2 separate regions of the Mus musculus genome follow, and region 1 is linked to region 2. A link is a contact called in public Hi-C data. All regions are on one chromosome and are shown on one strand. Each heading gives the region's core, a stretch centred on a gene start, on an enhancer-like site or on the middle of the called end of the contact. The rest is flanking DNA. Distances are from core to core; before and after follow the strand shown. Region 1 overlaps Dok5 (docking protein 5). Region 2 overlaps 4930470P17Rik (RIKEN cDNA 4930470P17 gene).

Region 1 (7,281 bases), core at 423-2,922, 240 kb after region 2:
AAATACTTACCAGGAAGCCACATGAGCCTTCCTCCTGGCAGGCCCCTCCTGTGTGACAGGATGTCACCCCAGCGGAACTTCCATGTGGAGGCACCATGAGTTAGCATGCTCGGGGAGGGGAGGGATTTGTGCAAGTGCCAGTAGCTAGGATTGTGGGGAAGTTGGGGAGGGGCATAGAGTGTCTAGCGGGACACCTTCGATGTGAACAGGGTGGCCCTGTGCGGTGTTCTCATATTCTAAAACTGAGACCCACAGGCACCAACGAGCTCAAAGTCAGAGATGAGGGTTTCTGAGGTGTGATGTATGAATTGACCACTGATCACAGGGGTGAGTGTGAGATCTGACCTCTCACCTCTGATGGGATAATTTAGTGATGGACTGGACCACCTACCTTTGCTTCCATCCTCCCAAGCCATGATTAGTCTTCATAGCTGCAGATCTGTTCTGTAATGCTGGGCTCACAGGTGATTGCGCTCATGTGGGTGGGAAGTGTTCACGGAGGGCACGTGACCAGACTTTCAACTCGTTATTTATTTTTTTTTTCAGGTTACAGAACTCAACAATGTGAAAAATGTAGCCCGATTGCCAAAGAGCACCAAGAAACATGCTATAGGGATTTATTTCAATGATGACACCTCGAAGACCTTTGCCTGTGAATCAGGTTTGTTTGAGGCCAGTGGGGTTGGGGTCTTTGGCTTTTATCATTGAGTACCGGGCATAGAGGATAATAGATCTTTGTGGGGTCTTTGTTTTTTTGTTCTCGCCATTTCCACAGATCTTGAGGCAGACGAATGGTGCAAAGTTCTCCAGATGGAGTGTGTGGGGACCAGAATCAATGACATCAGCCTCGGAGAGCCTGATTTATTGGCTACCGGGGTGGAACGCGAGCAGAGCGGTATGTATGCCAAGTTTGCGCCGCCCATCTCTCTCCTAAACTGTTTTGCTCCCGTATGATGACACACAAGGCGTCCTCATCCTATACATTCTGAGTTATAAATATGTATGAAGAAGTTATAATAGCAGTCTATGTAAATGACGCAGTGAATGCTTTCCTCAAACGTTCTGTAATCTATAGTAGAAAAAAATCAACATTAATGGTTTCAGTCAGAAATGTTGAGGATCACAAGGTGTGCCAACGGAATGGAAGATGCTTATGAATATCCAACTGTTACATTTGCACAGAAGTCCCACCCTAGAGATGGTAGGACTCCCCCTCATTTTGTAGATGAGGTAAACACCTTGTTCCAAACGTACTATGGGCATTTGAAACTAGACTATGATCGTAGGCCTCTATTTACTACGATCAGACTTCAAAGTGTGATAATTTTCACCTTGCTGTTTCACTTAAAGTATGTTTGAACACTGTCCAATGTTCTTAATAGAATTTAACCCCAACCCTGAATATTTCATCAAGTTTAAACCCACTTAAAAACGGTGATTTAAAAGTAAAATTCAACCCCTGAGCCAACTCAGCTCAACACAGCATCGAGGAATAAATCTTTTAAAATAATCATGACCAAAATATTCATGAACACTTTAGCAAAAATCAATGTTCATTCATAGTCTGAGCCTAGAATAATTGCTTCATCTCCAAATAGCTCAGCCTAGTGGCTGGGGGATTGGATGCCACGGGTCTGCTTCAAAGCCTGCCTTGATCTACGAGCTCTTGTCAGAGTGGCGGGGGCTCTGGGTCACCTGGATGGATGGCAGACATGACTCAGGTGGAATTGCATTGGTGGTCTCCATGCCCACTCCAGTTGTTAGTTAAAACTGTGCTCCCTCCCTCCCAAGCAGTGCTGTGTCCTCATGACACATTTACAGTCTTTGCCCACCCTGAATGTACTGTCCCTACCACAATCTGTGGCCGCACAGCTGTTGTTCATCAAGACCTGGAAGTGTTAGCTTGAGCAGAGTTGCCTCTTGCCAGATTGGGAACTAGGGCCACAGAGAGGGGAAGTCACTTCCCATGGCAATTCACCTCTCCCCCCCCCCCCCCCCAGACCTTACTTCTGTGGTTCAGTCAGTCAGTGTAATGTTGGACAAAGGGGAGCTAGCCAGGGTGCTGGGGACACAGTCCTGGGCTTTGTTAGCATGGTAGGGCTCAATTGTTATGTTCTCTAGAATGGCCAGGTCAGCACATAGCTTTCAGACATTTCTGCCTGCGGCATAGTAGAAATGCACAGTGCTAAAATTCAAATTAAAAACCATGCCTAAGGTTTCCTTTTATGCTGCCATTTTGGTAGGCTTGGGGTTACTCTCATTATGGGTTCTTACAGAACTCCAGTATTTCTTTGAAAGTATTTTATATAGTCTTATTTTGTAGGGGTTCAAATAAGTACAATTAAAATGGTTTCTCACCAAAAGCATGCTGGGCAAGCACTCTCCCACTGATCTCTCTCCCGCAAACCCCACTAATTTATCTTATAGCAAATCAATTTGCCTCTAAGAGAATCCATTAACAATGACCCCCCCCCCTTTACCTATGACATACTGAAGACAATTTTAAAGTCATGGGCCCAGAACTCTCAGGGGACATAATGTGTTTCATGATAGTTTCTAGAAATCCCTCAACGTTTGGCTATTGATAGTTTAAAATAAATTTATAAGCTTAAATAGCAGGTGACTAAGCCCATTCATGAACACAATCTTGATATTGCTATTTACCAACTTCAGATAAAATAGATAGATTTGGATGATCCCTCCTATTATAGAATAGCTAATTTTGAACATTCCTAATATAAAACTGTTAGCATCACACTATCCTGTCAGCCATCTGGGATCTGCTCTAGGATGGATGGATAGAATTGTGCTTGCAGGTGCTGTAGCATTTTTGTTCACGTTTCATTTAGAGGTTTTTGACTCTGTAACTTTTTATGTTACTGACTTTTCTAAATAGCAGTAATAAAAGCAGTGTAACTGCCTGCAGGTGAGCTCTTGTTTACAGCCACCAGCTAAGTTAGTTATCACAGTCTCGGTGACATTTTCAACAGTCACCCAGGAGGCAGAGGGCTATCTTTTTTTGCAGCGTTGACTAAGGAAAGTTCTTTGTTCAAACTCGAAGAATATCCCTTTGACATCGTCACAATTGCACGCTGTTACTGTGGAGCGTGGTTTAAATAATTTTACTGAGCCGATGGTAGAACTGTAAGCTGACCAGTGTTACTTTAGGACCACAAATCACAGATACAGCCTTCTACACTGTATCTTTTGTGAATATGAAAGTGTAGGTGTAATTAATGTGTGCTCTGCAGGGGAAAAATTGCTTTTAGCGGTTTCATGGCTCTGATCTTTTATTGGCGTACATTTTTTTTTCCCACGATGCAAATTGAAAAGGTCTACAGATGATCTTTGTTCGTGTAAATAGTGCTTAGTGTGGGTTGACACCCAGAGTGTATCATTATGCTGTGTAACAGCACCTGCATTTAAAAACTCATTTTTTTCTGCGACAGTTCATTTATAACGTTTATCTTCCTGAACACTCCACCAACCCCTAGCATGTACATATTTGTTAATGCTTTTTGTGTTCCTGCGATGTCTTTGCTCTTTCATTTCTGGGGATTTTAGACTAACGTTTTGTTTTTCTCCCAGAGAGGTTCAATGTGTATTTGATGCCATCTCCTAACTTAGATGTACATGGCGAATGTGCCTTGCAGATTACATATGAGTACATCTGTCTTTGGGACGTCCAGAATCCCAGAGTTAAACTCATCTCTTGGCCGCTAAGTGCCCTGCGGCGTTATGGACGAGACACCACGTGGTTCACTTTTGAGGCAGGGAGGTGAGTTTGTGGCTTTTGTTACATCCTTTCCCGGTGTTTGCTTACCTCCTCCAGGTTCAGATCATGGCAAATGGGCCAGAAGAATACTTTGGGAAGTTCATAAACCGATGTTTTATGGCAAGATTATAGTACAATGTTCAGGCACCCCGACATCCCTTCATTCCTAGGGAGGGTTCTAACTCTTCAAAGATATGACACAAATTTCATTACTCCATTTGATGGCATCCCACAAACTGAGGCTGAGCTGGTAAACTGTACCACGCACGGACTGGGATAAGCTAACTAGAGGCCAGCTTCCTGCTGTTTGCACATCTCCTGGTTGTAATACAATAGTTCTCTATGGGAACTAACAGGATAGATCATACACACCACTGACATTTCTGAGGTTGCAGCTAACTAAGGTCCATCTTAGCTACTCTGGTAGAAAGGCTGAAATGCTGGAGTGCTTCTTTCTAAATCTCAGTTGTTGGGAGTCCAAGAGCCCTAAGAGATTATTCCCCTTAGAGGCAAACACAGGAGTGAAGAGAAGACAACTTCAATCCAGTGAATCAAGGCCTACAAAGAGATCCTGCAGGTCTGTGATTCATTTTACCTCCCCACCCCCACTCTTCCTCCCCAAGAGTTTAGTTTCCTTGTAAAGGCACCTAACACAGCCACCTCTTGTGTTTTGAACTTTCAAGAGACTCGAGTTTTAAGAAGCAGGAGTCCATCCAATATTCAACACTCTAGCATGGAATAGGGAGGGTTTCACAAACCTGAACCCCAACTGAGGAATTGTGGATACTCCATGGCTTTGGGGGAGGTAGAGTCAGTTTTCACTAAGGGTGTGGCTTCTGGTAGGTGGACCCTATGCCAGAGGACGGCCTTACACCCATGAGCATATAAACAGCACAAACTGGATGATGGGTTATTTAAAAAACCAAACACCGAACGGACAATGCTGGAGACACAAAGTTGGGTGCTGGTTGGGAGACAGGGCACTGGGCATGAATCTGGGAGGAGATGGGGAGGACTAAGAGTTAAGAGCATCAAAATATGTCGGATGGAATTCTCAAAGAATGAATGAAAATATTATACTAGAAATGAAACATAAGCCCCGGATGTGTGTTAAAATTACTCTGAAGTAACAACTTTAAGCATTTTTGAGGTAGTTGGCTAAAGTTGATAGTTCCTCTCCCAGAAATGATATGGATTTAAAGAGCAAAAGTGAGTTCTGATCACTGCCTGGTCCTCCAGCTCATGTGAACAAGTGGCAGTAGTGCTCCGTCCAGGTCAAGCTAGTTCACCTCATTTTAAGTTTACAGCCGGAATCTATAAAATTTACTTTTTGGAACTATGATTAATTTAATGTTTCCTCAACATTTTAAAAATTAAAAACAGTTGTTCTCTTCCATAAGCAGTTCCTCTTTGTCTGCTTTCTTTCCTTCTGGTTTTGTCGTTAGTTTCCTTGTTTTCAATTGTTTTGAACCGGTATGTCATGTACCCTCAAGCTGGAGCTTTTGCCTTCTGCTCCCAAGTGCCAGGATGGCAGATGTGCACCACACTCACGAGTTGTTTTACCTTCAAGGACATAGACATGAGTTGGAAGTCTCCTGCGCAACAAGGGCCATGGCATTAGAAGATAAACCTTCCAGTTGGGACTGGCACTTCTTTCTCTCAAAGACCAGTCTACTGTTTATCAGGGGAGTTCCGATGGGCAACTAAAGACGTGCTTGGGTGGACTGGCTGCTTCCTTTCTTGTCTCCTTACATTCTGTTAGGACTTCTGGAGCAGGGTGGGGGCTTTCACAATGCAGGAAGGGCCGAACACCAGGTGATAAACATCCTGAGATCACTGGAACCCAAATGGAGATGGAGCTGTGTTACTTCATCACAAACTGAAATAATAAGGCCATTTGTGTCTCCCCCAAGTGTAGGAACACTTTCCTGTCTGCCTTATTTTATTAGTGAAGATAGTTTCGTCCTTGGTTATATTTGGGTATCTACATCACAATGCAGTTTCTCATAACTGATACTATGTCCCACCCCCTCACTTTCAGAAGCAAGCAGAGCTGAGGCTCCCACTGGGGCACACAGCTTTCACACTGCAAACTGGAGGTGTGAACTACAGTTCCATTTCTTCTGTGTCTAGGAACGGTGGGAGTTACGAGTCTATGGCCGTCTGTACACGGGGACAGCATAACACTCATCTCATAACAGTGCTATTAAGATAAAATAGAGGCAGGGGAACAAACTCCCCCCGGGCAGAAGCCCAGAAAGTAGGAGGCAGCTGGATTAACCCAAAGTGACAAAGCAAGACATCCATTGTCTGTCATGACTTAGGGTGTAGGAGTAGAGATGGCTTCAGGCACGGCTTGATTTGGTGCTCGTTTGACAGGACTCAGTTTCATTGGGGAGCTGTGCTTCTTCTAGTCTGTCTATTTCCTGAATGTCCTGGTGACTTCTGGAACTTTGGAGTCTTTGGAGACATGAGCGAATGGGAGGGAGGTAGATAACTAGAATACCTTGACCATTATATCCAATATGACTCCAGCTCTAATATTATACTCAGTGTGTCCTAAGCGCATTCTATGAAGCTCACAGGATGGGAACAGAATGGGGAATGTCTCCCAAGGCACAGAGTGCAACAGTGGGCTTGTTGTCTTTGAAAGGGAAAAGATGTGAGGCTTCAAAACCTCAATGTGTATCCAACACAATATTCACTTGTTCTAAGTAAAAAGGACCAAAAGAGGTTATTTTGTTCATGTGTGTGCTTGTGGTAGTATTGCACGTGATGTGTATGTGATGTGTTTGTGTGTGTATGTTTGTGTCTATGGTTGTATGTATATGTGTGTCTATGGTATGTTTATGTATATGTACATGAGTATGCATATGTGTATGTAAAGTATATAAGTATGTGTATGTCTGTGGTGGTATGTGTATGTAATGTGTATATGATGCAATTGTTTGTGTATGTGATGTGCATGTTTGTGTCTGTGAAAGTATGTATATGTGTATATGTATGTCTGTGATATGTGTATGAGTATGCATGTGTGTATGCATAAGTGATATGTCTATGCATATGTGTGTGTGTCTATGGTACTATGTGTGTGTATGTGTCTGTGGGCATATGTGTATGTGTGTGTGTATATGATAGTATGTGTATGCATGTGTGTGTGTGCATGTGTGGTGTAGTAGTAGTAGTAGTAGTAGTAGTAGTAGTAGTAGTAGTAGTAGTAGATGCCTTTGGAGGCCAGACGAGGGCATCAGAACCTCTAGGACTGAAGTAGCAGGTGGTTGTGAGCTGCCTGATGTGGGTAGGCGGAGCCAAACCCGAGTCTTCTGAGAGAGAGACAAGTGTTCTTCACCTCTAGCCATCTCTGCTGCCCCCATATCATCTATAATCTTGTCAGCATCTCATTCCTTACTTATGAAGCCATCTTTACATGTTTAAGGAGGCCTCCATCAGTGAGTCACAGACTTAGGAAGAGCATCCTGATTTGATATTCCTCTATCCCTTGGCTA
Region 2 (6,892 bases), core at 4,299-6,798:
CCTAACGCCATAATGATAGCTGAATCTGAGGTGACCCCAATGCTTATGTTAACCGAAGTCAGCTTTATGGGCGCCATTTGTTCCTGGATTTTCCTATAGGGATGATAGCGTGGCAGAACTGCTTTGGTTATCTTTTAAGCCTTTGCTTGGACAGAAAGGTAAAGAAGTCCAATGCCAGGGGCTTTAATTAACCAATTAATTTCCAGTCCTGTTGGACTTTACTGCTCTCCAAGAGCAGCCCCGTCCGCTCAGTACAGACCCACAATGGCAATTAGCGTTTATCCACTGTTCGTAGTGCACAGGAGGAAAACGCAAGCAGGTGGTGAACACAGCCTGCCTCCCACTCACCCTGTAATGCTAGTGCCTTGCAACCTGAAGAATTCAAAACAGTATCACGGTGAAGCAGATCACTCCTTTCCAGCAACAGACCCTGCTCTGAAGGTCAGCGTTACCTAGACAGAGCTAATCCCTGTGTGTGAACTGCAAACGGTTACATGGGTTTTTCTGAAATATTGACTTTTAGCCTGTGTGTTTTTACAGATGATTAAATAAATAGGTCAAGAGAATGCATTTATTTCAAGTCATACCTGGGAATTAAGACACCAACCAAAGCAAGCCCGACTTTTCAGGACCAATTTATTCTGTAGCTTCTGGTGTTACTGTCTTGAAATATTTCATAAACAACATTCTTTGGTTCTATGTGTGTGCATGTGTGTGTGTACATGTGTGTGTGTGAATGTGTGTGTACACGAACATGTGTGTGTCTGTGTGTGGTATGTAGTGTGTGTGCGTGTGTGTGTGTGTGTGTAGGTTAGAGAACTTGTAATGTGTATGTGTGTGTACATGAACATGTGTGTGTGTGTATGTGTGTGGTATGTAGTGTGTGTGCATGTGTGTATGTACATGTGTGTGTGTGAATGTGTGTGTACATGAACATGTGTGTGTCTGTGTGTGGTATGTAGTGTGTGTGCATGTGTGTGTGTGTGTGTAGGTTAGAGAACTTGTAATGTGTATGTGTGTGTACATGAACATGTGTGTGTGGTATGTAGTGTGTGTGCATGTGTGTAGGTTCAGAGAACTTGTAATGTGTATGTGTGTACATGAACATGTGTGTGTGTGGTATGTAGTGTGTGTGCATGTGTGTGTGTGTGTTAGAGAACTTGTAATGTGTATGTGTGTACATGAACATGTGTGTGTGTGGTATGTAGTGTGTGTGCATGTGTGTAGGTTCAGAGAACTTGTAATGTGTATGTGTGTACATGAACATGTGTGTGTGGTATGTAGTGTGTGTGCATGTGTGTGTGTGTGTTAGAGAACTTGTAATGTGTATGTGTGTACATGAACATGTGTGTGTGGTATGTAGTGTGTGTGCATGTGTGTGTGTGTGTTAGAGAACTTGTAATGTGTATGTGTGTACATGAACATGTGTGTGTGGTATGTAGTGTGTGTGCATTTGTGTAGGTTCAGAGAACTTGTAATGTGTATGTGTGTACATGAACATGTGTGTGTGGTATGTAGTGTGTGTGCATGTGTGTGTGTGTGTGTTAGAGAACTTGTAATGTGTATGTGTGTGTACACGAACATGTGTGTGGTATGTAGTGTGTGTGCATGTGTGTAGGTTCAGAGAACAACTACAGTGCCATTCCTTAGGAGCTGCTCTCCATGGTAATTTTTGCTTGTTTTTTTTTTTTGAGTTAGAGTTTTCCATTGAACCTGGAATTCACCAACTAGGCTATTCTGCCCTGCAGTGTTCCCCAGGGATCTGCCTGTCTTGGCCTCTCAGCGACACACACCACTGGGCCGTCCCACTTTTTTATTTTTATTTGGGTCCTGGGGATTGAACTCAGGCCCTCATGCTTGCAAAGCAAGCACTTTACCTACTGAGCCACCTCTCTCGCTTTGAAATGAAATGGTTAGGACTGAAGTTATTCCATTTGGGAGACTCAACTGTTTTGTCATTATAGATTAGAATTTGGTCCACATACCCTAGGGAACTGTGTGTGTGTGTGTGTGTGTGTGTGTGTGTGTGTGTGTGCTCACACACGTGTGTGTGGGATGATTTAAGATGCTTAACACATGTCTGGTGGTTTGAATAAGGATGGCTCCCATTGCCTCTTAGGTTTGAATGTCACCAGTTAAGCTATTTGGGAAAGGGTTAGGAGGTGGTCTTGTTGGAGAAGGTGTGTCAGTAGGGGTGAGCTTTGAGGTTTCAAAAGCCCACACCAGGCCCAATCACAGGCTTGCTCTCTCTCTCTCTCTCTCTCTCTGCCTCCAACATGAGGATCAGATAGAAGTTTTCAGCTACGGCCCCAGCCCCATGCCTGCCTGAGTGCCACCATGCTTCCTACCATGAAGACAGTGGACTAACTCTGAAAGTGTAAGCAAGTCCCACGCGAATGTTTTCTCTTGAGAGGGTTGCTGTGGTCACGGTGTGTCCTCACAGCAATAGTCCAGCGACTAAGACAATGTCCCTGTGACATTAAAATACCCCAACATCCTGACGGAACAACAAGAAACATTATCTCCTAGGGTTTTTTTTTTTAATTTTATTTTAAAACGTATGTGTATGAATGTTTTGCCAGCACATGTGCAATATGTGTACCATATATGTGTCTGAGCCCACAGAGGTCATGAGAGGACATCAGATCCCTTGGGACTGGAGTTACAGATGGTTGTGAGTCCCCGTGTGAGTGCCTGGGTCCTCTGGAAGGGCAGCGTCCATCCGTCTGTCCGTCCGAGTGCGCTTTAACTGCTGATTTGTCGCCCTAGCCCCCTCTCAGGGAGTCTTGACTCAGGGATTTAGAAGCAGCCAGACTGGTCCTTCTGGCTGAGGTCTCTCCTGAGTTCACTATAGATATCACCCGGGACCCTACTTCCTGATGACTCCGTGACAGAAGCTTCGCTCCTGTGGTGTTGGGTGCTGGGTGCTGGTAGACAGCCTCACTTCCTCAATGTGGGTGAAAGACTTTCTACAGGCTGTTCAGGACACTATGGTTCATGTTTGCCCAGAAAGCATGATTTGAGAGAGAAAGCTACTGGCCACAGTGTCCCTGGCTTCAAAAGCCACACCCTGGCTTAATCTGGTTTTTTTTTTGTTTGTTTTTTTGTTTTTTTGTTTTCCCTCCTGCTGGGGTTCACACCCTGTTTTGGGCTGTCCTAACAATGGGGATTTAAAGGTTTGCCCAGATGCTGATCATATAAAAGTCAGTCCTGAAAGCATGACCGTGGCTTGCTCCTCACCACGCTTCCCAGCCATGCCCAAGGCCCAAGGCACTTGGTTCCCAAGCAGCGCTTGCCCACTGGATAGAAATGAAACCAGCGAGCCAGGCACAGTTCACCATGGCGCCAGCCCTGCCCCAACAGATATTACCTGCTTCCGGCTCTGCTGTAGTCCCTCCGTCTTTGGGCCTGCTGTGGCTGGTGTGTGGGCGATGCCTCAGCTCCATCCCAGGGGAGGTAGAGGCTGAGAATGTGAGTACAGTTGGCACAGAGGTGGTAAAGCCAAGGTAGCTGGGTCTGCAGCTCCCCACTGGATGGCTTTGCCTGAAGCAGCAGGGCCAGTAGCTCAAACCAAGGGCACCCGGGGAGGCAGGGACCTCTCCAAAGACGACTTCTGAGAGCCCGGAAGTGAGCATTATTACAGATTTTCTTGAAGGCTGCCTAGTGACCTGCCTGTGTCTTGTGAAGTCGGTTTGCAGACATCACAGTTTTGATGACCATTAACTTAGTAAGGGATAAACCAAGCAAACAAGGGCAAACACACTGCTTAGTTGTCTCTGACCAAGTTACTTATCCTGAGATTTTTTTTTTTTTTTTTTTTTACTGACTGGGAGTCACCACAGAACCCATGGGCTAATTAGAAGCAAAAGCTTCCTGTCCACAGAGACACGTTGGCTGGGAACTCTAGCATGGGGGATAAAACAAACCACAGCAGAACATTGGTCTAGAACACACTGTCAACTTGCAGTCCATGTGCACTGTCACTGTGCAGTCCATGTGCACTGTCACTGTGCAGTCCGTGTGCACGGTCACTGTGCAGTCCGTGTGCACTGTCAACGTGCAGTCCGTGTGCACTGTCAATGTACAGTCTGTGTGCACTGACAATGTACAGTCTATGTGCACTGTCAGCGTGCAGTCCGTGTGCACTGTCAATGTGCAGTCTGTGTGCACTGTCAATGTGCAGTCCGTGTACACTGTCAATGTACAGTCTGTGTGCACTGTCAATGTACAGTCTGTGTGCACTGTCAATGTGCGGTCTGTGTGCACTGTCAATGTACAGTCCGTGTGCACTGTCAATGTGCGGTCTGTGTGCATTCTCAATGTGAACTCGGTGTTCCAGTTGGTGAGCATCAGGAGAGCGATTTTGTTTTCCAGGGAAGAGGGTAGATTACTGCTGTTCTTAAATTTTTGGTTATGTTGTTTACTACTGAACTATCTTTAAAAAGCATGCTTCCACTTAACATTTGAAACACAGTCTGTGAGGCATTTTCTATGATCTGTTAAACTATCTATGAAAGGAATTTTTGCACATCCTGTACACACAGCTGGTAGGTAGGAACGCTATCAAAATATGTGATTATTCACGTACCGTAAATCTTCCCATTTGCTGCCACAATACATCCTTGAGTTTACCTTGTATTAGAGTAATTAAGCTTTGAAATGGGCTGGAGAGATGGCTCAGCGGTTAAGAGCACTGGCTGTTCTTCTAGATGAATGGTGTTTGGATCCCAGCTCATGGCTACCTGTAACTACCTCCAGGGGGTCTAACACCCTCTTCTGACCTCCACAGACATCCATATGCATTTTTGCATAGATAGAAACACTCAGGGATCACATATACATACAATAAAATAAGGCTGTAAAATACAATTCAATATTCATACAATAAAACAAAGCTTTGCTTCACACTAATTGTGATTTTGAATCAATCAGCCCAAGTTTCCTCTCATTTGATGTTCACATCCATTCTTTTGAGCATTCTACAAATAGGTGCTAATATTTCCGTGGCTCACACCACTCTTGGGATACAGGAATAAGAAGAGGAGACAGGTTCCTCTCCTGAATGCCTCTTATATTTTCCTAAGGAGTTCAGATAGACTTAAATGCTCAATCTGATGAGAAGAGACTGGTGTGGTCACAGGAGTGTATTTTCAGGCCAGAACTTAGGTCATGGGCCAAGGAAGTCAGGAGGCAAGGGGGCAGAAAGGAGAATGCTAATGAAGCACATTGATTGTCTGCTCACAGATAGACAGTAACAGTTGTAGTTATTCTAAACAATTGGGTGAACTGTTTTAATATTGAGGGGGTATGGTCACAGATATTTAAGCTAAAACTTGACAGCTTTCCTGTACGCCTTTTGTTGCTTAGGAGTAGATAAATCAATAAAATATTTTAAGCCCAGAAAGATCACATTTTGGAATAAGATTCTGTGATGCATATGTCAGAAAAACAGCTCCACGGGAAACGGCAGAGCATTCAGGATGTCTAGCTGATGACACGCATCTCTTTCGCGGGTGCTTGGAGTGGGTAAGAGTAGGTGTCAAGTGGATATTTATATTCCTTCTGAATGCGTAGGCTGCGAAGATGGCTCAGTGGATAAAGTGCTTGTTGTATAAAGGCGAGGGCCAGGGTTTTCTTCCTCGGAAATCACTCAAATGTCAAGTGGGCATGGAACACGACAGTAATTCCATCCTTCGGGGTGAAGGCAGAGTCAGAGCTGGCTGGATAGCTAGGCTAGCTATATCCACGAGCTCAGAGTTCCACTGAGGGTCCTCGGCTAGGCTAGCTATATCCATGAGCTCAGGGCTCCGTTGAGAGCCCCTGGGTCAATGAATAAGGTAATGAGCACTTGAAGACTCTTGGTGTAAGCTCAGCCGTTTACACAGGCACACTTGCATACTTACTCCCACATACATACAAGTGCAGAAAATATTAAGAGTGAACTAACTTTTTAAAAAAAATTCTCAAATATATTACATCAGGCTGATCATTTCCCCTCCCTCCTCTCCTCCCAGTCCGTCCACACCCCCTGCTCCGCCTCCAACACCCCTTCTCACCCTGATCCACTCTTCTTTCCTTCCCTTCAGGAAAGGGCAGACTGCTCTGGGATGTCAACCAAACATGGCATATCAAATTACAGTGAGACCAGGCACATCCCCATGAGGCTACCCAGCTAGAGGGAAAATGTCCCCAAAGCAGGCTAAAGAGTCAGGGACAGAGACTGAAGTAACTTTTTACACGTCAGTAACCTCTCTCTTCCATAGATGACATCCTTGATGACATCCTTTTCAACGCTTGATAAGAAGAGGTAGGTGTCAACAGAGTATGTCACAGGCTTTAGAGACCGTTCCCATCTTGTTGTCACAGAGGGGCACACTAGGGAGCACAGAGCAGTTGAAGGCCTTGCAGCATTATATACCCAAGCCAGGATTTTTTTTTTCATTCCCTACGTATGTAAAGGCGCATTGACAATGTGCAGCTTCAGCGAATGCTCATCTCTGTCTGCAGAGGGGGAAATCACAGCACTTAAGTTGCTCAGTTGTGAGAATGGCAACCAGTGATACCACAAACTGTTAAACTGACCATGAGCCCTGGAATATTTTCATTTGTAGACCAGGTTGCCCCCACACTGGCTATTAATTCCTGGGGCTGAACAGCTCTCCTTAGGGAGGGAGAAAAGGAGGGAGGGAGGGAGGGGGGAGGGGGAGGGGGAGGGGGAGGACATACTCTAAAATTCCAAAGGAGATAGAAACAGAGCCCCCAGCCCACCCGGTTCCACCCTCACTCGTGTTAAAAGGGACATGCAAGAAGCATCCTTTGGACATTTTCACAAGCAACCAAAGAACATACCTAGGAAACGTATGACATCAATTAGCATACATATTAACTGTCA

What was found. A called contact is a pair of places that touch in the nucleus more often than the background predicts.
Region 1: a contact with region 2 is called in a Hi-C map of cortical neurons, with 1.6 times the contacts expected there. The contact joins two enhancer-like sites. A contact is called at or near these places in 3 of 39 promoter capture datasets (cranial neural crest, hippocampal neurons and second pharyngeal arch cranial neural crest), 1 of 484 Hi-C or Micro-C datasets (cortical neurons) and 2 of 115 datasets of contacts at active chromatin or transcription factors (embryonic basal ganglia and embryonic limb bud).

The regions. Positions count from the first base shown.
Region 1 is chr2:170,829,294-170,836,574 of GRCm38.p6, forward strand. Dok5 (docking protein 5) reads left to right here. Exons shown (of 8, transcript NM_029761.4): 3 at 547-661; 4 at 776-895; 5 at 3,589-3,778. Among named protein-coding and RNA genes, the nearest start is that of Gm35033, 57 kb to the left of the region's middle. RefSeq lists an enhancer at 6,736-7,281. Within about 2 kb of position 1,673, at least 8 of the 459 cell types and tissues checked have an H3K27ac peak or open chromatin away from gene starts, as enhancers often do. A contact at or near this core is called in cortical neurons, where this site is marked.
Region 2 is chr2:170,580,718-170,587,609 of GRCm38.p6, forward strand. The region is part of intron 1 of 4930470P17Rik (RIKEN cDNA 4930470P17 gene); the gene reads right to left. Among named protein-coding and RNA genes, the nearest start is that of Gm14637, 8.1 kb to the left of the region's middle. Within about 2 kb of position 5,549, at least 3 of the 459 cell types and tissues checked have an H3K27ac peak or open chromatin away from gene starts, as enhancers often do. A contact at or near this core is called in cortical neurons, where this site is marked.